Regions from separate parts of the Mus musculus genome. Here regions 1, 3 and 4 are each linked to region 2. The links are chromatin contacts, called in public ChIA-PET and promoter capture Hi-C maps. All regions are on one chromosome and are shown on one strand. The core of a region is the stretch at or near the end of the contact, and the rest is flanking DNA. Distances in the headings are between cores, read along the strand shown. Region 1 holds the start of Ndrg4 (N-myc downstream regulated gene 4). Region 2 holds the start of Katnb1 (katanin p80 (WD40-containing) subunit B 1). Region 3 holds the start of 9330175E14Rik (RIKEN cDNA 9330175E14 gene). Region 4 holds the start of Cpne2 (copine II).

Region 1 (5,258 bases), core at 1,319-3,818, 600 kb before region 2:
CCTAGGGCAAGGATCTGGAGTCCTCTCCAAGAGCATCCTGGGGACACAGCCAATGAGCAGGATGCATGAGCTTAGAGCAAACCAAGAGGTACTGAGCACGTGCTGAACTCTCAGCACAGTAATCACCCTGTTACCTGCACATCGCTCCATAGAGATAAGTAAAACATCTCCCAGTTGCCTGTGAGCAGGGGTAATGTGGAGTGTGTGTGGCAGATCCCAAGTCCTTACAAGCCAATGCGCCAAGGCAGGTAGAATCCTTCATTACCAGAAAAAGGAGCCAGAGGGGAGATAGACCTCTATGGTTCCAATCAAATATGTTACTTGCTCTGTTTCAGGAGGCCCCATAATATCTCTTAGGTGTCTTTAACCTCCATCTTATGAATGAGATGAAGGTTAAACGACCTGTTTGTTTGAAATCACAACCAGCTGTGGCTGGCGTTTGAATCCAAACCTATGAGGCAGGAAGAGGACACAAGGAGTTGGGGGTGGTGATGGGGGGGGGGGAGGCAGGTGCATGAAGGAGAAGGGGTGTGAGCTCACCGCATAGCCCAGGCTGGCCTTAAATTCGCCATGCTCATGTTTCAGCCTCCTGGGTGCCAGGATTACAGTTTCACAACACCATGGCTTGCCCACAGCTGGGGCTGCTACACCGGCAGCTTCTGACAGTGACAGAGTCCTGTTGGAAGCCCCGCCAGAGGTTCAGAAAGCCTGCCACAGCACAATGAGGGCCTGAGGGAACATTGCACATGGACTCCAATCTCCAGACCCTCACAGGGTATCGTCCATTCCCTCTGAGGGCCAGATGGGCGTGAGAGGACCTGGCTCTGTCCTCCAGGTATAAATCCAAATCCCAGCCTCTACAGATCCCTCTTCCAGTCTGAGGTGGGGAGTGGGGCTAGCCTGCTGCAGCTCTCTGTTGCAGGTGACTGCAATAAGGAAAAGTTGAAGGGCAATGGCAGGTGCCAAAAACCACCCGCCAGGCTTTCCCAGGCTCCAGCAAATCTCCACCTGCCTTTCTCTATGAGCCCAGCAAGACCCACTGTGGTTTAGCACACAGCCCAAACCCGAATCTGGCCTACTTTCCTCCTATAACACCCCAACACACACACACACACACACACACACACACACACACACACACGCTTGCACACATACATGCTCACACACACTCACAGCCCAAACCTTCACCTGGCCTACTTCCCACCTATACCTCCATCCACTACCATTCCCAACACACACAAACACACACACACACACACACACACACACGCGCTTGCACACATACATGCTCGCACACACTCACAGCCCAAACCTTCACCTGGCCTACTTCCTGCCTATACCTCCATCCACCACCACTCCACACACACACACACACACACACACACACACACACCCTCCAGGGCCAGGCCACTCCCAGACTAAGTCACTCAAGACTCTAGGGCACATGCAGAACACCCTTTGTTCCTCCAGCTTAGAACGTGACCTCCCTTTTCCATGAACAGAAAGTTCTACTTTCACTGTCTGGGTCTTCAAAGGCAGCCACTTGCTCTAATCTCTGGGTCCTTTCAGATCCCTACCCCATATCCCATTCCATTTCCTGAGTGTACACACACACACACACACACACACACACACACACACACACACACACACAGAGCAACCCCTTCCTCACCTTACAGCGGCAGGACCCCAAGTGCTGAGAAGCATCTCTTGGAATATGTTCATTAGGGATACATGGGTGTGCACCTGACAAGGGCTCAGCATGGTCCAGTGAGATCTGGACAGGGGCTGCTCCCTCCAGCCCAGGTGCCCACCTCCCCTCTGAGAACGGAAGCCTCCACTGATGCTGGACTTCATGTATGAGGAACATGTAACCTTCCGATAGATACCTGGCTTCTGTCCTTGCTCCCTTTCCCATCTCCTCTAGGCATCCAGTTTCTCCAAGGCATTCCAGCTACTGGCCCCAGGATGCCCTCAGAGGGACATCTAATTTCTTCTCTAGAGCGGGCCCAAGGTGGATGGCCTGAGCCATCACGGTTCAACCTAGCTTCCCATCTTCCTAGTCCACTTGACTCTACTTCCAGCAAGAAACTTCTTCCCAGAGAGAAAGGTGGCTCTGACCATCACAGAAAAGAGGAGGCCCTTACACAGGTTCTCCCAGCTCCCCCAGGAGGCCCAGGGCTGCTTTCTCTGGGGACTTGGGATATTTGATTGGAAAACTCCGGAGCTCCCCTGGGGTTGCTAATCGGAGCTCCGTCGACGGGACACCACAGGGGGCCTCTGTGGAGCTCCACCCTCCCAGACGCCGGCGCTCGCGGCTCAGTAGAGCCCGGCATGCTTCAGGTTTCGCTCAACTGGGAACGCGCACCCGAGAGCGCCCCTTCCAACCCGGGCCACCGCGCCCCGAACCCGCTCCAAGTCGGAGAGCGGCAGCGGCGAGCGGCAAGCCTCGGTACCTGTCAGCAGTTGGAGCCTGTGTCCCAGCACCTTCATCTTGGCGACGGTGGAGCGCGCTGGGCCGCCCGGGGCGAGGCGCGCAGTAGCCGCAGAGAGGAGCGGCGGGATAGCGGGAGCGGCGGGAGCAGCAGCCGGTAGCGCGGTGCGCTCACCGCCCCCTCCAGCAGGGTTTAAAAAAATCCACCAATGGCACAGCCGCGCACCCCAAAAGGCACCCGCCGCCACCTGGCCGTGGTGAGCGCCGGGGGGGGGGGGGGGGAGTGTGACACCGCGCGGGAGGGGCCCCTCGCGAACAAAGACGCCTACCGCCCCCAGACGTCGCGGCCGGACGGGCGACAGCCGCGGTCTCGGGGGATCCGAGCCAAGAAGGCTGGGAGACAGGGCGTCGCCCTCGCGTGGGGGGCGGGGGGAGGGAAGGTGGCCAGGGCGTGAGGGTGGTGGAGAGAAGGTGCGGGACTGCGGTGTGGCTGCGCCGAGAGGGGATCCCAGGGGTGAGGGCGCGGCGACTCACCCAGGCTGCCGAGCGACACGGTCGCGGAGGCGGGAGCCGGGCCTGGACGCCTCCGCCGCCGCCACCCACGAGCGGTGCAGGTTCCCCGCACGAGCGAGCCCCGGGAGCTGGGGGCGGGGCGCCGCGCAGCGGGGGCGTGCCCACGTGGGTGGGTGGGCGTGGGGCGCGCTGCGCGTCCCGCTTGGTGGCTGGAGCTGGACTGTCTCGGGCTGTCTCGGGCTGTGGGAGTGGGCGGGAGGCCCGGTGAGAAGACCCACAGGCCGGGGCCCAGATGCAATCTGCAGCGCCTGACCTCCCAAAGAGGGTCCCGTCTCTGTCCAGCGTTTCTCGGGGAGCGCCAGAGACTCCCACGGGGAACCTTGGCTCACTCCCACCACCTCTACCTCTCTTCCCCTCCAGTCCCCACCCATCCGTCTGAGGGGACACCCTGGGGAGGTTGGGGAGAAGCTGGGGTTCAGTGGTCCAGGAGCCAACATTCCCCCTGTTTGCAAAGTCTGAAGGTTTCTGAGGAACTCAGGCAACTTCCTGGCTAAGATGTTCTTTCTGTCCCCACCAGGGCCCCACCCACACGGTGGCCACAACCTATTCCCTGCAGGTCACCCTCCCGGAGCAGGAAAGGAAAGGGACTCTATCCTCCTCGATCTCACTGGTTCCTCAGGAGGGTCAGAGGCCCTGAAGTCTCTCTGACTCCCCAAACCCTGAGCATCACCAACCCCGAAGTTGGGACGAGATAAGAGGTCCTGGTGACTCATTCCGTTCAGGCCCTGTGTGTCCCTTACCTTTTCCTCTGGGTTCCTGTCTTGATGGCTCACAGAGAAAGTACACTAGATCAGGATCTCTCTGAGGCCCTGGGTGCGGGGAAGGAGCATGTCACAAGAAGCCAGCCCACAACACTTCTGACTTTGCTGCCTCTGTAAGAGGTGCTTTGCCCTTAGGCCTCGGCTTCAGGTGGCCACACCTGAAGCAGCAGTAAATTAACCCCACTGCCCGCTGAGGAGGCCGCTGAGATTTTGATGGCTGCAGGTGTGGCACGCAACCCCTGTTTATGTTACAGCTTGTGGCTGAAGGGATTCTAACCAGCCGGAACAAGGCAGACATGACTGGCTGGCCTTGCCCTTCTCCCGCATTCTCCTTGCCTTGCTAAACCCCCCACTAGATTACATTCCTAAAAGCGTGCCATCAGGATCTAGTCCTGTATTTGATCACTTCCTCCTCCCGAGGCTGAGGTCCAGCTATCAAAGTATTGAAGTCTAGCAGTCAAAAGTCCCCTTTGGCTGCCCTAATTAACATGCCCAGTTAAAATTAAACACCCCATCCTAACACAGGGTTCCCCCTTTACCTTTATAAACCGCCATTTTCCTATGGGCCACGTCTGTCTCCTGTCTATCCAGAGACAGTCCTTTGTGCCCCATGTTGTCACACACACACACACACACACACACACACACACCATTCCCCTTCCTCCTCTTCCTTTTCCCCTTCCCCTCCTCCCTCATCCTCTATCTCCTGTCTTTGTCTCCCACCCACTGCTGCCTGTTGTCCCTCTGGGGCAAATCAAACATCCCTCTTGTGAAAACGGGGTCTTGGGGTGTCCTGAGCTGATACGGATCCTTTTAGCGACGTGGATTTGAACGGAGGGTCTTGTGTTGAGACCAAAGCAGCAAGCTCAGAAGCTTAGTTTCTGCACGTTTGGGGAACCCCTCCGTCTTAGTGTCTTCCTTTGTGAAGGGAGTTGGGGTGAGGCAGTCTGTGGTGACAGAATGAACATTCTCTGTAATATCTTTCTTCCCCTGGGCTAGGGTTCTGTAGGTAGAAGACCAGCGCTTTCAAGCACTTTATTTTTATTTTTTCACGTCTAGCATGTGACTCTCTTCCAGCCTCTTCGTCCTCTGTGAAGCTGGGACAGTGCTGAGCCCAGAAGACTTGTGTAAGAATGATGGGGGCGTGTGTGTCCTAGGGAGACAGTGCAGGATAACCCACACAAAGCCCAGCAGGCATGATGGTCACCTGTAATCCCAGCACTCAGGAGGCAGAGGCTGCATCCTGGATGATGAGGTACAGTTTCAGTGAGAGAGGCTGCCTCAGTAATTAAAATGGAGATACCCATGTCAACTTTAGGCAAGCACAGGCCAGCACACACAGGGGCACCCCCACAAGTACACATATGCACACACGTGTACCACACACATACATCCCTCCCCTCCCCCAAGTAAATGGTAGCCTGTGAAGAACACAATTAACGTCGTGCCTGAATACTTTAGTGTTCAGTAAGTGGTTGCTATTATTGATG
Region 2 (5,335 bases), core at 1,809-4,308:
GTGGCTCTCTCCGGGCTGAGCTCCCACTATGCAGTGACCTTGGATACTTTGGCCCTCACTTGCTCCCTCGCATCAGCTTCTACCTTCAGGTAGGGTAAGCCATTAAAGATGCATAATGCCAATTGACATAAAGCTACTCTGCCAAAAGTTGCCATGAACAGGGTCCTCCCAGAACCTTACAGCTTTGGGGGACAACTTAAAAATGATCTCAATCTCTCAATGAGGAGACTGAGTCACCAAAACAGCTTTGCCCAAAGTCTCCTCATCTGCTCCTGAAAACAGCCCGGGGACAGCACACCAAACCTACGACAACCAGCTACGGCTGGAGAGAAAGCCACAGAGGTGAGATGAAGGTCCTCCAGGCCTGATCTAGGGATCCTCCAGAGCCTTTTAGAGGATCCGAAAGAACGGAGCTACTGTCTGAAATGCTAGGATGGTATTGCCTTGGGTGCTCTCACTCGCTCCAGAGGAGCCGTTGAGAAGACACACGTGTGATGACATCGTCACTCCTGTCAGGTTTGAGTGCACATCTGTCTCAGTACTGTTTTCTAACAGAATATATGGGTAAGTGTGACTTTCATAAATGAAAGCCTTTTGGAGTCGTCAATAATGTTTAGGAATGTGAAAGAGCCAGGTGCCAGGCAGTGGTGATGCACACCTTTAATCCCAGCACTCGGGAGGCAGAGGCAGGCAGATTTCTGAGTTCGAGGCCAGCCTGGTCCACAGAGTGAGTTCCAGGACAGCCAGGGCTACACAGAGAAACCCTGTCTCGAAAAAAAAAGAAAAGAAAAAGAAAAACAAACAAACAAATAAACAAAAAAACAAAATGAAAGAGCCAGGCATTGTGGCACAGTCCTTTAATCCCAGCACACAGGAGGCAGAAGAACATGTCCCAAGCCAGCAAAGGCTACAGGGATGCCCTATCTCAACAAAGGAAAAGAATCTAAGAGAGTTTAGGCTAAAGAATTCTGAACTATTTTTGCTTGATTTCACTTCAGAGCCCTGCCAGCATCTTTGGGCAACCTCCCCTCCATCCACATCCCAAGATCCTTGCATCTGATGGAGGAAAAGGGACCTGGGACATGTCTGGGGTTCTTGGACCGCCTTTCAGCCTTCCTCGCAACACTCCGCTCTTCAGCTTGACCAGACAGATCTCACCTGAATCTCAGAGCAAGTACCAAGCACAGCTGTGCTTATCTTGCTGTATGGAAGGGTTGCTTAATCACCTGCCCAATGTGATTGACATCTTTGTCTACCTGAAAACAAGGACTGTGAGTCTCTCTTGTGCCAGGGAGAGGAGACAGAGCTGAAGGCTAAGACTACTCAGCTTACAAAACAACAGGGTGATAAATGAAAAGTACTCACGCAACTTCCAGGCTGTCTTGGTGACCACAGGGGTGGCCATGCTTCAGGGGGTGGCGCCTGAGACCCCACCCACAAAACAGATTGTGCTTTCTCTGTGGGGTGGGGGTGGATCCCCCCCAGATCCGACAATCAAGTTGGCAGGGAGTTCCCACACATCCAGGCAGAGAGTCCGCCTCTCCTGGCCCAGGACTGCCTGGTGGTTTAGATCATCCGCTATCAAGCAGCAGCCTGGACACATAGGTCGGGATCCCAGATCATGGAATGTCAGGCTTGGACCATCTCAGCTCAACACTGGGCTAGAATGCAAGCAGAGGCGATGGTGGGTTAGGAACTGCTTGAGACGAGTTACAAGTCCCTGGGTCATCAAGGCCACTTGATACAGACTAGCCAGAGCCTCCAGGGCCTGGAGCTGCAGTGCACACTGGGTCTGAAAACCTGTGACTTAAGAGCCCAAAGATAAAAGACCTTCCCTAGGTAGCTGGGCCTGGTGGCTCACGCCTTTAACCCCAGCACTCAGGAGGCCAGCTAGAAGTAGGCAGATCTCTGTCAGTTCCTATCTCAAAGAAAAGAAGGAAGGAAGGAAGGAAGGACAGACTGACATAGGTAGGTGGAGAGGGGATGGAGAGACTGACTTCTCAGGGGCCTACAGTAATGCTCCTGGATGCTGGGTGTCCTAACTTGCCAACCCAGCACCTGCTATGGGGCAGAGAGGATCACATAACTGCAGTCCACTTGGATTTGCACCCCATGTATTGGATGGGGCACTGGAGTCTGAGGTTATGTTTTGGTGCCCATGAGAGGCATCCAAAAGGCAGAGAGACAGAGAGATACACGGAGACGAACAGAGAGACTGAGAGATAGGCAGACGTTCAGAGAGAGAGAGAGAGAGAGAGAGAGAGAGAGAGAGAGAGAGAGAGAACAGTAAAGGCCTTGGGAGGGGGTGATGTTGAGAGGATTCTGAGGGTCCAATCTTCTTGCTTCCTCCATCACCAACTCCCTGGTAAGGGAACCACGCCCACTCCCTGCAACTCTCAAGGGCATAGCTAGGAATTGAGTCTCCAGTCTAGGTGTGAGTCGGAATGACTCCTCAATTCTAAAAGGCCACAGCGTGGATGGAGCCTTCCACCGCCGCCACGGCCCTTCGCCTCTTGCCCAGGAGCTCTCTCGCTGGATTCTCTTTCTCCTGTTGCCTATGCTCCCGTTCTGGCACATCTTGAGCTTCCTTAGTTGGCCATGCTTCGCCAGACCCTCTTTACTTCTCTTGCCCCGCTGCTATCAGAATCCCCCATTCATTCGCTCTCCTGTTTCTGGAGCCCCGACTCAATACGATCCTCCGCACACCCTCAGCTCTGCTTCCGGCCCACCAGCTTTCCCTCTCCGGCCTCCACACACCCGTCCTGCTCGTTCATCCCAAACCTGCCACCGGTCCCTCAGCTTCGCTTGACCCTCCTCCCGTCTGCCTTGAGGGGCACTGGCTCCAGCCTGTCCTGGCCGAGAGCCTCCTGCCGGCGACCGGACTGTCCCCTCCAGGCTCGGCGAAGACTAGAGCCATTTTCCCTTTGCCTCCAAGACCCCGAGAGCCACTCTACCTGCAGCTGTAGCTCTGGAGGCCAAGGCTTCCCTCCAGGCGCGACCCCCACTTGCCTCCATCCTTTGCCCTGATTGGTCGCTGCTTGACAACCGACCCTCACAACAAAACCTCCGGCCTAGAGTCCCTCCCACTTCACTTCTTACACCAATCAGTCGCCACGGACGCCCCGCCTTCCTCTAGAATTGACCAATGGAAGCAAGCGCTTCCGCCGATTTACGTAACTACCCGCCTCCTTTCCCCGACTCAGACTAATCACGAGAAAGAAGCGCTTACGGACCGCCCTTAGGTCCCAGAAGAACCAATACAGGCTTCTGCGTTCTTAGTCCCGCCCCCAGTCAGGCTTGGTTTTTTCCGCCCTTTTCCTGCATTTCCTGGAACCCGGTTGTGTTTAAAAAATCCGCGAGCTGCACCCGATGGCGGCTGCGCCAATCACTTCAGCAACAGCTCTGGATTGACCAATAAACGTTAGTGTTATTGGAGAACCAGCTCTGAGATAGCCAATGGAAAGGGGACTTCTAGAGTGGTATGAAGTTGCAGATCTTCCATATTGAAACAGGGCTGCCAGGACCCCGCCCTCAGACTGTGAGTGTCGCCCGCGTAGTGGGAGGACTTGGCTCTTACTTGGATCCACACGTCTCCTGGAGTTCGCTGACCTCGAGGGAAACAGAGCTTAGTTACAGTGGGGTCGATGTCGAGCCCAGGAGTTCGTCCCTAAGATCACAGTAGCACAGTGGGATGAGTTAGGCTTGTGTCTGCTCGCCTGCGTGCGGAAGTAAAACTACGGAACCGGAGAAAGGCTAATATCTGTGACAGGACAGACAGGTTGGGATGGGGACAGGCTACATAACCCACCATGAGTTCGGGTCCCCCCCTTACTGAGAAACTCGGTCCCAGCCCTTTGCAGAAATAACCTCCAACTCTGGTCTATCCTACACTCACTCCCCTCTGGTCGGGGCTGCTGCATCTGGCGTTCTCCTCTACACAGTCCGGAACGGGAGGAATTTCCCATTTCTAGACGAGGAAACAGATGCTGTGGTGAAAAAGACCAGACATTTGGAAGATCGGACCCAGGACTTAAACTTTTGTTCTTAAAGGCAAGGCACACAAAGTCCCTATTAAATGCAAAACCTTTACGGGAACAAAAGTCACCCACCAGCCTAATGGGAAGTCGGCCCTGCGTAGAAATGGGTAATTATTAAGAGACCTGGATTTGGAGAATAACATTTGATCAAAACTTTGTACTTTGCTGTTCCCGCAACTTTTTATTTAAAAAAAAAAGTCAAATTCTTCATTTTGACACATTTTGCCTTATCTGCTTTGTTTATACAATTATATGTACATTACAGATCCTAAGACATTTCAGTCATGGCAACACTGAGCCTGAAGATCGTTAAGGGCCCTTAGTCACATAACCAATGTCACCACCCCTGAAATAACTTCATTCTCTAACATGCAGACTATATTAAAATGACTGTCACCATCCCCAATACACATAACTTATAAGCAGGAACAAGACTGGGGATGTAGCTCAGTGATAAGAGAGTCTTGACTGGTATGTAGGAGGCACTAGGTTCAATCCCCAGCACTGGAAATACAAACTACCTAGGACCAAGAGAAATGGCAAGGCTCAGTGGCTAAGAGTGATTGCAGTGCAAGAATGAAGACCTGAGTTCAAATCCTCACGACCCATGTAAAAATCTGGGCATGGTGCATGTGTGCTTATAAGGAGCAGTGTTATAGGGAGCAGAAACAAGAGGATTACTAAGATTGTTGGTTGTCATCCTAACTACGGGTTCAGTGAGAGACCCTGACTCGAGGGAATAAGGTGAAGAATGTCAGAGGACAATGCATAGTGATACAATGGGACATGTGTACACACACACCACACATGTGGGGGGCGGGGCACAGTATCTTTATAGGAACCAGACAAGATTCTGCACTCTTGGCATACTTGACTCTTCTAAGATCATCCTATTTCTGTCTCTTGGATCTCCCACTACCCTTCCTCTCTCTCTTCTCTCCTCCCTCTGTATCAGGGTCTCACTTTGTAGATCAGGCTGGCCTTGGACTGACAGAGATGAAGAGCTGGCATTAAAGGCATGGGCTACCACATGAGCATGCACCCCTGGCTTTAACCATGGGTTTGGAACTATGCATTAAAGCTTACTGGGCTCATCTTTGAGTGAAAACAATGACTGCCCCGCAACCGGAATTCAGCAGCAGCCAGTAATTCAACAAGAAGAGAGCCCCAGGAGTCCCTCCCTGATACATGATTGCCTAACCACTGGCCCAGGTAGTACAGGCAACCACAGCCGCTGTGAGACCTGTCTTGAGTGTGTCATGCCCTGGAGAAGATTACAGGCAAGGTCTTCTTTTCTT
Region 3 (5,141 bases), core at 945-3,444, 650 kb after region 2:
TTAAAATATGGTAACAAACACATGGAAAAACCTAGTGCTAGAGGGTCTCTGCATATCAGCTTCTTGTAATTACCCTTCAACAAGAGTCATGGGTGAGTCAGTCAGAGGGTGGCCAGTGCCTCTCTGAGTTAGAGTTAGGAGGAGCACCATATGAGGTCATCAGGAAGATCGAGCAATCTGGAGCAATGGGTGTGTCTATGCTATGATTTGAGGCAGTGACAGAGAAAGGGAAGAATCCGAAGTCACAGGTGACCAGAATCACAAAGCCTGCTACCCACATCTCCGAGATCCACAGAATGGAAGACTCAAGGCTCTCCTAAAGAAAAGAATGGGGGTCATGCTGCCTCTACCCACTTTCAGGGACCCAGAAACAGGAGTTTGTTTGTTTTGTTTTTGGGTTGTTTTTTTTTTTTTTTTTTTTTTTGGTTTTTTCGAGACAGAGTTTCTCTGTGTAGCCCTGGTTGTCCTGGAACTCACTCTGTTGATCAGGCTGGCCTCGAACTCCCAAATCCACCTGCCTCTGCCTCCCAAGTGCTAGCATTAAAGGCTATCAACTACACTCACAGAAACATATTTGGTGAAGAGAGACGATGCTTTGCATCCTGAGAACACCTACAAAGAGGTTTTTGCTTGTCTTCTGTAGTAAGGATAGAACCCAGAATCTTCTGAAGCTAGGCAGATCTCTTGCCCTCTCAGCCGTGCCTTCCCCCAACACTTAAGTGTTTGCATCTCTTTTGCCACAATTCTCTGCTGGTGGTAGAGGAGAGATGCTGGGATGATGTATCAGATGTGGTTAAAAAAACAAAAGTTCCATCAAGCGCTGGCAGAAATGGCTTTTTATTTTTTTATTCTCTGCAGTCTGCATCCTCTGAGGATGCTAGTAAAGGGGCCTTCCTCTTTCCGATTGGGACACTTTGGTTGCTGGGATTTTTGTCTTTCAGCTTGTAGTTGCAGTCTCTGCCTCCCCAAGATGGCCGCCTTCCTGAGGTATCTATGTGGATATGCTGATCGCCTCTATTAGTGGGCAGAAGTCTTACTGGGCCCACCCTACAACCTCATCTTAAGTGTCTGCAGTCACCCTGTGTCCAAATAAGGTCACGTTCAGAGGCAGTGGGGATGTCTTCTTTACCCAACACACAGCACAAAATATGGGAGAAGAGAATCTACAGAGTTTTGTTGAACTCTTTCTAGAGGGAAGAGAGAAAGAGAGAGAGAGAGAGAGAGAGAGAGAGAGAGAGAGAGAGAGAGAGAGAGAGAGAGAGCACATAGACATTGACCAGGTACTGCTATCCTCGGGCTGGTCCGGGAACAGGTCTAGGCAGACTTTCCCAACCAAGTGCTTACTAGGCCTAAGCATACTTAGCTTCTGAGATCAGGCCAACCTGTGCTTTCTGGGCAGACCGGACTAAGCAGACTAAGGCACTAAGGCGTTCCCTTAGCTTCGGCATTTGTCCCATCAGGACCCCAGGCTCCTCACACTTGTGGCCGAGGCATTGTTTCTATTTCGTCTCACTCGATTCAGGAGATAAATTTTGAACATAATGTCTGTACTATAGATGGGGAACCAACCTTCCAAGATCTGAAATCGTAACTCATGGTCATGATGCACAGTATTGAGAGCACCCAGAGGTCCTATTCCAAGACAGATGGGCGCTGGTCCTGGAGGCAGGGCAGGCAAGGCATAATTGCTGGTGCTGGTCTGTGGACAGTACACCATGAGGGGCCTTATGAACTTCCAGTCACTCCCGCCCACTCTGTTCTCTGGTGGGAGCTCAGGCCTGGTGCCTTATTTTTGTGGCGCCGGGGACTCAAACCAGGGTCTGCCCTGTCTCTGAGCTACATCCCAGAGGGAACCTGGCAGGTTTCCGGGTTTCCTTTCTTTGCAAGAAAGCGATTCAGGAAGAGAAAGCTGCAGGTATGGCTCAGCTACACCCACCTTTGGTCATTTTCTAGCCTTTTCCCCCAATCATGAAGGTCAATTTTCAAAATACCTTTTCTGTATGAAGCCCCTCCCGCCCTTTTCAGAAGAATCCTGACAATATATACCAATAGTACTGAAGACCCAGAATTCTCCAGGAACCTCCCAGAGCTCCCAGCTCAGCTTTTCTGAGTGGAAAAAAAATGGTTTAAACCCCACGTGGCATTGTGGTAGGCCAGGGACAAAAGGCTGCCCAGGCTTACCCTTGTGACTGGAAAGTTTCAATGATCATTAGAAATACAGGTGATGGACATTCAAGAAACATCGTTCTCTTTTAAAACACAATATTCTGTTTTGTTTTTGTTTTTGTTTTTAAAGATCCCTGTCTTTTTGTACATTCCTTAATATCTAGTATTTGTTCCAACACAATGTTGGTAGCCAGAAGCCACCGACCTGAGGTTGGCAACTCTTAGAGAACGCAGCTTTCCTCTATAGAACAGCAAGTTGCTACGGTTCAGCCAAATTCTATCTGTCTAATAAAAGGTGGGGTTTTGTTTGTTTGTTTGTTTGTTTTGTTGTTTTGGCTGAAAATTCAGAATTATATGTAGCAAACAGGGCGGCTTCTGGATTATTATTAAAGCAAAGGCATTGAAAAGAAAAAAAAAAAAACAAGAAGAAAGTATGGTTGGGGGTGGGGGATGACAAGTGTGGCAGGCACCAGGAGAGGGGGCGCACAGACATACAAAGTTTTTTCCCAAACTGAGCCACTCCCTCCAATTTCTGTGGTCCCCAAATTACAGTGTCCGACTGCATTTTGCTAAGCCACCAGTACCCCAACCCACCCGGGCCCCTCAGTCCGTTTGTCTATCCACCTAGCCCCTGACACCCCCTCCTCTCTCTAGGCACAGATCTCCCTCCGCGCCCCGGCTTGGGCAGGTAACTCACCAGTTCAGCTCCCTCTCCACCGCGCTCTGTGGAAACTGAAAGTGGCCACTGAGCGGGCGCTGTTCGCTAGTTCATAGACTCTACTGCCGCTGCCGAGAAATCACGTGGATTCAAAGTGCCAGCCCCAGGGCGCGCGAGTAGCGTGCCCGGAACCCGCCGCGGCTTGGAGATCGCAGCGGGACATGCCTCTCTGACTACTGAGACTGGGTAAGGTGGGCATCTGCCAGGAAGTGGGTGGGGCCAGAGCGCAGCAGGACCCGCACAACCCTTCTTTCTACACTTCCCAGAGACGATGTAGGATGAAGGCAGGAGGAGCCACTGAGCAAAACTTCGTGGAGTTGGGTCCAGGGTCCAGTGGCGACAGCGGCTCATCACCTGAGACCTGACCTGGACAAGCGCGGCCTCCAGGTGTGTCTCTGCTGGTCCCTGGGTGCAAGGGTTGCCTAGGCTACAGAAGAAAGCTTGGTGCAGGGATAAGGGATGGAAAGAGGTGGGCGGTAAGAAAAGGACTACAGGGCCAGCGTCAGCCCTGGAAAGTTCCTGTCTCTGTTCCAAGTTCTACAACCTGCCCTGCCTCTTGTCTTTGTCCCAGAACAGGAGGCCAGGCTCCTCCTGAGGATGGTTTCTGTGACATCCCACAGTGAAGCAACTTTCCCAGAATGCTCTGGGGGAGGAATGGGGAGACAGTGCATTAGCACTGTAGGGCAGGGTCATCAGCACACCCATGACCCCCAAACCTCAGGCTCAAGTCCTCCTCTTAAGTGCTGGCTACATCACCTTAGGCCAGTGGTTCTCAGCCTTCCTAATGCTGGGACCCTTTAATACTGCAGCCTCACGCTGTGCTGACCCCCAACCATAACATTATTCTCGTTGCTACTTCATAGCTGTAATTTTGCTACTGTTACGAATCATAATGAAATCATTTGACTTGGCAGAGGTTGGGTCCCCCAGATTGAGAAACACTGCCCTAGACAAAAGTCTTGACTCTGAGTTTCAGTTCTGTCATCTGTCCTGAGGACCAGAGAAGGAGCACCTTCCAATTCCTTCAGAAGAAGTTAGAGCAGATGTGCTGTGTGCCCAAAACTCTTAAGAAATCCTTCTACGTTAGTCCCCTTCTTTGGATCTCAAATTCCTGTGACCTTCTAACCTCCTCCCTCCCGGGACCGAGCCGGAAATCTAGAAAGTTCTTGACAGGCAAGAGTGTGTGTGGGGGGGAGTCATTATTATTTTGACTGATTACTTATGTGTGACTCTTAGCTTTCCCAACCTTACCTGGCTCGCCTCTTACAAATAGATGCCTTGTTTTTAGCCAGCCTCCGTTTCCTATTGTCACATGGTGGAGTCCCAGCCTGTGGTACATGGTGGGCTGTCATCTGTTAGTGTGAGAAGAGTTACAGCCCAACAGTAAGGCTCACCCCATATTCTCCCAACCATTATGTGTTGCTGGACCTACATCCTTCCCTGCTGACAGAGGGCTTTCAGTGGACACAGACAAGTAGCCACCACCCAGAAAGACAAGCACGGGCCATATTTAGATGTACTTAAACCCACACAGCCCCATGAAGGATCCAGGCAGAGGTTAACATCTCATTAGATGTCTCATCCAGAGATGTCAAGGTCACACAATAATGGCAATGAGAAACACCGGATCGGAAACCCAGTTCCATGCCTGTTGTGGAAACAGGCCTGCCAATAAGGGTTCTGAGAGAACCATTTCCCCAGAGTTACCCTGTGTTCGGTCTGTGTTATGAAGGTATCCTATGAGCTCAGATGCTGCCATCTTCATGAGACTAGGACATTAGACCCTCTCCTGAGTTTCTGGCCACTCCTCCCAGTCACTTGTGTGCAATTCTGCCCTAATTGCATGAGGCCTCTAGACAGGGCAAGAGTATATAGGCTGGGGAGAACTAGAGGGGAAGGCTCCACCTATACAGCTCTGGGGAAGCCATCAAGCCATCGTCCATGCTGGGTGGAGACTTTCCAGTGTAGCTGCTTTGGGGTCACTGTGCTCTGTAAGTAAGAAAGTACAATAAACTCACTGGTTCCCCGGGGAGAACTGTGGTGAAACGGACTTTTGGGTTGTAATTAGGAGGGGAAGATAGATGCTGTTCACATCTCCCCAGGGAAAGACTTTTCATAGCAGCTCAACCAATGGCTTGAAAACCATGAATACCAGGTTCCCTTGGCTAAAGTACATAGGGTTCTTCTTTGGTGGCTTGCATGATTATCCACTTTGGAGAGCTGGGTCCCTGTGTGTGAGAACTGGCCCAAAGTGCCA
Region 4 (5,740 bases), core at 918-3,417, 550 kb after region 2:
GGCTCCATTTTGACCCTCTTCTTCACGTGGTCCCCTGAGGGTTTTTAATTCTTACGGCACTGGGGGAGGGCTTGAAAGGCAATCACAGACCCTCATGAAGAGCTCTCCACGTGTAAGAATACCTGCCCCGTTTCCTGGCCCTAGCCTTCCTACTGGCTCTGCAAATGGGCTGGTATTGCCGTCGGCCCTCGTTTCACAGATGGAAAAACACCCAGAGCCAAAGGGTGTGTGTGTGTGTGTGTGTGTGTGTGTGTGTGTGTGTGTGTGTGAAGGCATGAAGGCAGGAAGGCAGGAAGCAACAGAGAACTCAAGCATCCATAGCCTTTGTCCCTGGTTTTTCCATGCAGAAATGCATCTGATGAACTCTCCCATTCCAGGGGCTCATTATCATCTGAGGACAGCCCCAGAGTTCACTGGGCCCCCTGCCAAGGTGGCAATAAACTCTCGCTTTAGTGTTTGTGTCTGGTCAGTTTCCAGGAGGCCCAGGAGACGGTCCTACTTTACAGAAACTGGAAATACACAGTTGAGACCACCATCCCACTTCCGGTCACAAAAAGGTGTTCAAGGCCAGGTAAGTCTCTCACAACTCCCATATTGGGACTGTTCACAGGCCACTAGAAATGACAACCCAACCCAAAATGCCTCCCTTCCTGTGGGAGAAGGGCTCTCATCCAATGCAAAAGGCAGCATTCTTGACCTCACAAGGGGAGTTGCAGCCACTTGACCAGAAGTCAGCAAGCAAAGAGCTAGGAGTCAGTAGGCACCTCTGGCCCTGACTGCAATCCTGAAGCATCAGGGACCTTAAATTGTTTCTCCTGGACAGCAGCTTTCCTGACAAGAAGGAAGGATGACCAGGCCCTCCCACTTTGACGAGCCCACGTCAAATCCCTTCTGAGCCCATGGTGAGGGAGCTATATTCTGGAAGAGTTTAGCTCTGCCTGGAAGAAGGCAAAGGGAGGGGATCTCCCCAGGCTGGAAAGCAGGACCCTAACCCTGGACTAGGGAATTCTCAGCAGGAAGCCTGCCTAGCAACAATGCCTCCAAACAAAGATGCGGTAGACACCTCCAGGGGCAGTATAATACTCCTTTCTATCTCTGAGAGGGGCAGTATAATACCCCTTCCCATCTCTGCGTGACAGTTCCACACCCCTACATGATGGTGGTCTGTGGTCAGACAAAACAAAGGGCATCTGGGCTAATTCTCAAAGGCCTTTCCCCTTTCCCCTTCCCCCAGAATTCTTATAGGGCAGGAAGAATCAGAGTACAAGGAGGACCCTTTGAATGGCCACCCAGCTCCGGACTGCTATTGCACCTGTGACCTTGGGCACTCCCAGCCTCCTTTTGAGGTAGCCCCTTATCCAAAGACTAGTCAGCTGTACCAAAGACAGGATTCGGGAAGGGAGGGGAAGAGAAGGAAAAAGGAACATTAGTCTCCTTTATTTTTCCCAGGAGCACCATTGTGGGGATGGGGAAAAAAAGAAGGGCTTCTCGCTTCCTCCTCCACCCCTTGAAACACACAGGTGCCAGACAGCTTTTGCGCAAAAACTAGTTTGCAAACACACTCCGACTTCTGGAACGCCGCCCGGCACTATTCCCCATCTCTTCTCCCCAGTTGGAGCAGGGAGTCGGCCCTAGAGCTGATCCCGAGTAGCGCCAGGTCCTGGTCAGGGTGGGATCAAAGGGCGCGCTCGCCTCCAAACAATTGTGCTGGCGGCTGCGATCGCTAGCCCACAGCCGCCCTCTAGACATCTAACGGTGGAAGAGGGTCTCCTAAATAGCTAGCCAGTGTCCCCGAAGCCGCCCATCCTCCAGCCGCCCCCCGCAGACGGGCGCCCCCGCGTGGCCGGGTGGGAGCTGAGCCCCCCCCCCCCAGGCGTGCTGCGGGGGGCGGCGGCCAGGGACATCGGAGTCCCTTCGGCTGAACCCACTCCCCCTCCAAGCCCCAGGCCGAACTTGAGCGCACACAGTGCCCGGCCCGCCCTCGCCGCGGACCCCACTCACCGCGCTTTCCGCAGCCTCAGCGTGCTCCGGGCCGCCGGGGCATCCCCGGGCGCTGTGCTGTCGGCCGGGCGGCGGCGCGGGACAGGCTCAGGGCGCTACCCGCGCGGCCGTACCCACTCGTGCGCTCGCCCGGGCTGGGGCTGGCCCTCCTCGGGCCCCGGCTGCGGCGCGGGCTCCTCCCTCCAGTCGAGGGAGGATGTGGGCGGGAAGCGGGCGCGAGGCGGGCGCTTCCTGGAGGGGCGGCTCTCCGGGCTAAGCCGGAGCCTGTCCCGCTCCCGGCTGGTGGCCCGCGAGGACCTGGATGCAGCAGGCTGCCACTCCGAGCGATGCCGCGAATTCGCACCCAGCGCCGGGCCCGCCGCTCTGGGCGTCAGGCACCGCCGAGCTCCCCGCGTTGCGCTCCAGTTCAAGATGCGGGGACCCGGGGGTGCGATCTCCTGGTCCGCTAGACCCCCGGGGCGCCGCCCGCGGCTCTCACCCTAAAGCGCGCAGGGCTCAGCACGGAATCCTCGGGGAGACGCCCAGGACTTGCCTCCGAGCTGCGCACAAGAACCGCAGTGTTTTCTTTTTTCCTTTTTTATTTTATTATTATATATTTTTTAATTTCTTTCAATAGCGTTTTCTTGCCGCCTGAGACTGGGAAGATGACACATATTCCCGTGACAAAGACGATGAGATAAAGACGTTCGGAGTGGGGTTTGGGATCAACGGGAGAGTTGAGGCCTCCCCTCTGTGCAGCCAGCTTTTGAACCAGAGGCACCAGTTCTTAAGGGACTGTTTTGTCGCTGGGCAGCTGGTGGTCGCTCAGTGGTATTTTGTACCCTCGGAGCAAGTAAACCACTGGACATTACCACACGGAAGCTCTTTTAACCAGATTCTGTTGTGGGAGGTGTAGGGGGAGACATGGCTGTCCAGAGGTCTTAATAAGCATGGCCAAAGCCCTGGGCCCTGGTGTACAAGTCTCGGGATTGTGGGGCTGAGCGGTAAAGCCTTGCACTGAGGTTGTAGGTTTTCTATTCCAGACAGATAAGAGTTAATGCGGGAGACTCACGCTGCAGCTCTGAGCTCCCTCCACCTCTGAGTCACAGGCACTTTGCAGCCTTAGAAGGGCCCCCACTAAGCAGCCCTAGGGCACAGAGCTTTGTTCTCTCTGCCTGCCTGTCCCCGGAGCTTTCTGCTTTTCTCCAGATTCTCCTCGTCTTCTTGCGCAGAAAGTCCTCCATGCCCTCTGCTCAGCTCTGGGACAAAGCAACCTGTGGCGCCACTTAGAGCAGAGGTAGAAAATGGGGACCGCAACGTCTTCTTCCAGACTGTGAAGCAATGGCAGGTAGAAAAGTAGATGGATGAGAAGTTCAGGATGAAAGGCAATTAGCACAGAGACCCAACTCAGCTGTGGGACTTGACCAGCACTTTTCTAAGAACCCAGAAGAATATGGCGATTGGGGGGGGGTGGGTACGGAGGGGAGGGGAGGGAAAAGATGTCACTAGGTCTTGGTCAGGAGGGCAGAGTACTAAGGTCAGGGGTCACAGCAATTCCATTCCTAAGTACCTACCCAAGAGAAATGAAAATGTTTGTTCAAGCAAAAAGTTGAGCATGAATGCTTGCAGTTCAATAAACATTCTAGCTCAACTTATAGACATAGTTCACTAGAGCCAAAATGTGGGCAAGATCCAATATATACCAGCAGTTCATAGGGGAAAGTTCAGTGCAAAGTCCACACAGTGGAATATTACTCACCCAGGGAAAGTACTGACATATTAAAGTAGGGATAGTTTCAAAGGCAGCTCATCATAAAAGGCCAACTGGATAATTCCATTTTAGAAAATGACCAGAAGAGACATAGCCACAGAGGTAGACAGGGGATTCTAGTCATCCGGGCCTGGGAGGGAGAATGGATGTGGTTGCTCTTTGATACAGGGTTTCTTGGAGGGAAGAAAAAAGGGTTTCAGGGCTGGAGAGATGGCTTAGTGGCTAGGACCACTGACTGCTCTTCCAGAGGTCATGAGTTCAATTCCCAGCAACCACATGGTGTCTCACAACCATTTGTAACGGATTCTGGTGTACCCTCTTCTGGTTTGAAGTGAGGGACAGTGTACTCACATGCGTTAAATAAATAAATAAATCCTGAAAAAAGGTTTCAAAAGTAAGAATTGGATCTGGAATGTTTCCAAAGGCTCATGTGTTGACATTTTACTCTATAAATCATTTCACTACTGGGAAGTACTGGAAACTTTAGAGGAAAGTTACCCAGTCATGCCCCTGAGGATGTGATCTCTCTCAACATCACGAGGTGTGATGTTCTGTCTTCCTGAATGTCCAGTAGTAACAGAGCCAGCATACCATGAGCCAAAACTACAAGCCAGAGGAAATCCTCCTTTTCACAACTGTTTTTCACATCGACGAGAAGTTGACTAACAGTTGTGTAACTCTACAGAAACCCAAAAGGCATGCATACTTTAAAGGGCAAGCGTCATACATGTTGATTATTGTCTTAGTTAGGGTTCTACTGCTATGAACAGACACCATGACCAAAACAACTCCTATAAAGGACAGCACTTAATTGGTGCTGGCTTACAGGTTTAGAGGTTCAGTCCACTATCATCAAGGCAGGAGCATGGCAGCATCCAGCCAGACATGGTGCAGGCAGAGCTAAGAGTTCTACATCTTCATCTGAAGGCTGCTAGTGGAAGACTGGTTTCCAGGCAGCTAAGAGGAGGGTATTAAAGCTCACTCCCACAGTGACACACCTACTCCAATAAGGTCACACCTACTCTAACAAGGCCACACCTCTTAATAGTGCCACTCCCTGGGCCAAGCATACACAAACCATCACAGTTATATCTCCATAAAGCTGCCCTCCAGCCGAGGGCAGAGGTCAGGAGACACAGGTCAAGTGTTGGTCCCAGGTTAGAGTCACTCACTGCATGCCAGATGCAGACAGTGAAAGTGAAGCCGCCTGTGTCTTGAGAGTCTAGAGAATTTTCTGTACAGTTGGAGGCCTGAACCCCATAAAAGGCTCCTGTGGGGCGCATGTAACTCAGCACATGCTTCTGGGGTTTGTTCCCCTAGTGCTGGTTGCCTGGCCAAACTGCTCAGACTAACCCAGGTGGCCTGTGCCCTTCCCTGTGTTTGTAAGCCAAAGATATCCTGAGTACCTGCCAGGCAAGTGTGTGGGAGGGGAAGGGACAGAGGGACTTAGGATTATCGTGTGTGTACCAGTACCCTAAAGCTTGGTCTGAGATCATGCAGGCTCAGTGAAGGCAGTTTTTGCTTGGGTTCAGACCACTGCTGGCTGCCGTTACAGGGAAAGCTTCCTCAAGCCCTGATAGGATCAAAAGTGTTCGGGTGGTGTGGCCATAGCCAAAGGAGGGTTTCCTTTCACTGTTGATGATGGCTGGCCACCCACTGTGACTTACTGGTGACCAATCCATGGGACCTAAGCTGCCTGGTGATCGTCCCCAAGCTGACCACTGAGTGGTTTTTTCCTGTAAACTCTGGATGTGTTCTTTTTTGTGTGGTCAAAACAGAACCTAGATGGAGTACAGGAACGTTTCATATGGGGAGGGGGGTTCTTGTCTGCAGAACACCCAGACCTGCAGGCTACTTTGATCCCCAGCCTAGGACAACCCCAGGGTCTCTTTTGGCTCCTTGGAAATGCAGAATGCCAGCCCCAGGAGGCTCAGGCTTGCTGAAGCAGAACTCCGACATACATCACATGTGGAGGTTTTTATAGCTGGG

The links. Promoter capture Hi-C pulls out the DNA fragments that hold promoters and counts their contacts. ChIA-PET counts read pairs in DNA pulled down with a chosen protein or histone mark. Capture Hi-C pulls out chosen DNA fragments and counts their contacts.
Region 1: a contact with region 2 is called in a promoter capture Hi-C map of stem cell-derived epiblast-like cells, with 2.9 times the contacts expected there. The contact joins the promoter of Ndrg4 here to the promoter of Katnb1 in region 2. A contact is called at or near these places in 1 of 39 promoter capture datasets (stem cell-derived epiblast-like cells) and 1 of 484 Hi-C or Micro-C datasets (palatal mesenchyme).
Region 3: a promoter capture Hi-C map of adipose tissue shows a contact between it and region 2. The contact joins the promoter of 9330175E14Rik here to the promoter of Katnb1 in region 2. A contact is called at or near these places in 4 of 39 promoter capture datasets (hippocampal neurons, liver, neutrophils and 1 more), 1 of 115 datasets of contacts at active chromatin or transcription factors (effector CD8 T cells) and 2 of 9 other capture datasets (adipose tissue and liver).
Region 4: an RNA polymerase II ChIA-PET map of memory CD8 T cells shows a contact between it and region 2, with 7 read pairs. The contact joins the promoter of Cpne2 here to the promoter of Katnb1 in region 2. A contact is called at or near these places in 5 of 39 promoter capture datasets (fetal liver, hippocampal neurons, liver and 2 more) and 1 of 115 datasets of contacts at active chromatin or transcription factors (memory CD8 T cells).

What each region holds. Positions count from the first base shown.
Region 1 is chr8:95,675,582-95,680,839 of GRCm38.p6, reverse strand. Ndrg4 (N-myc downstream regulated gene 4) reads right to left here and starts at 2,568. Exons shown (of 17, transcript NM_001372423.1): 1 at 2,457-2,568. The coding sequence starts at 2,493.
Region 2 is chr8:95,078,924-95,084,258 of GRCm38.p6, reverse strand. It overlaps Katnb1 (katanin p80 (WD40-containing) subunit B 1), which reads right to left and starts at 3,058. Exons shown (of 20, transcript NM_028805.2): 1 at 2,955-3,058; 2 at 1,366-1,661. The coding sequence starts at 1,405.
Region 3 is chr8:94,432,156-94,437,296 of GRCm38.p6, reverse strand. It overlaps 9330175E14Rik (RIKEN cDNA 9330175E14 gene), which reads left to right and starts at 2,194. Exons shown (of 3, transcript NR_015514.2): 1 at 2,194-2,461; 2 at 2,821-3,070; 3 at 3,151-4,170. It also overlaps a transcript of Nlrc5 not described here.
Region 4 is chr8:94,529,455-94,535,194 of GRCm38.p6, reverse strand. Cpne2 (copine II) reads right to left here and starts at 2,167. Exons shown (of 16, transcript NM_153507.2): 1 at 2,002-2,167.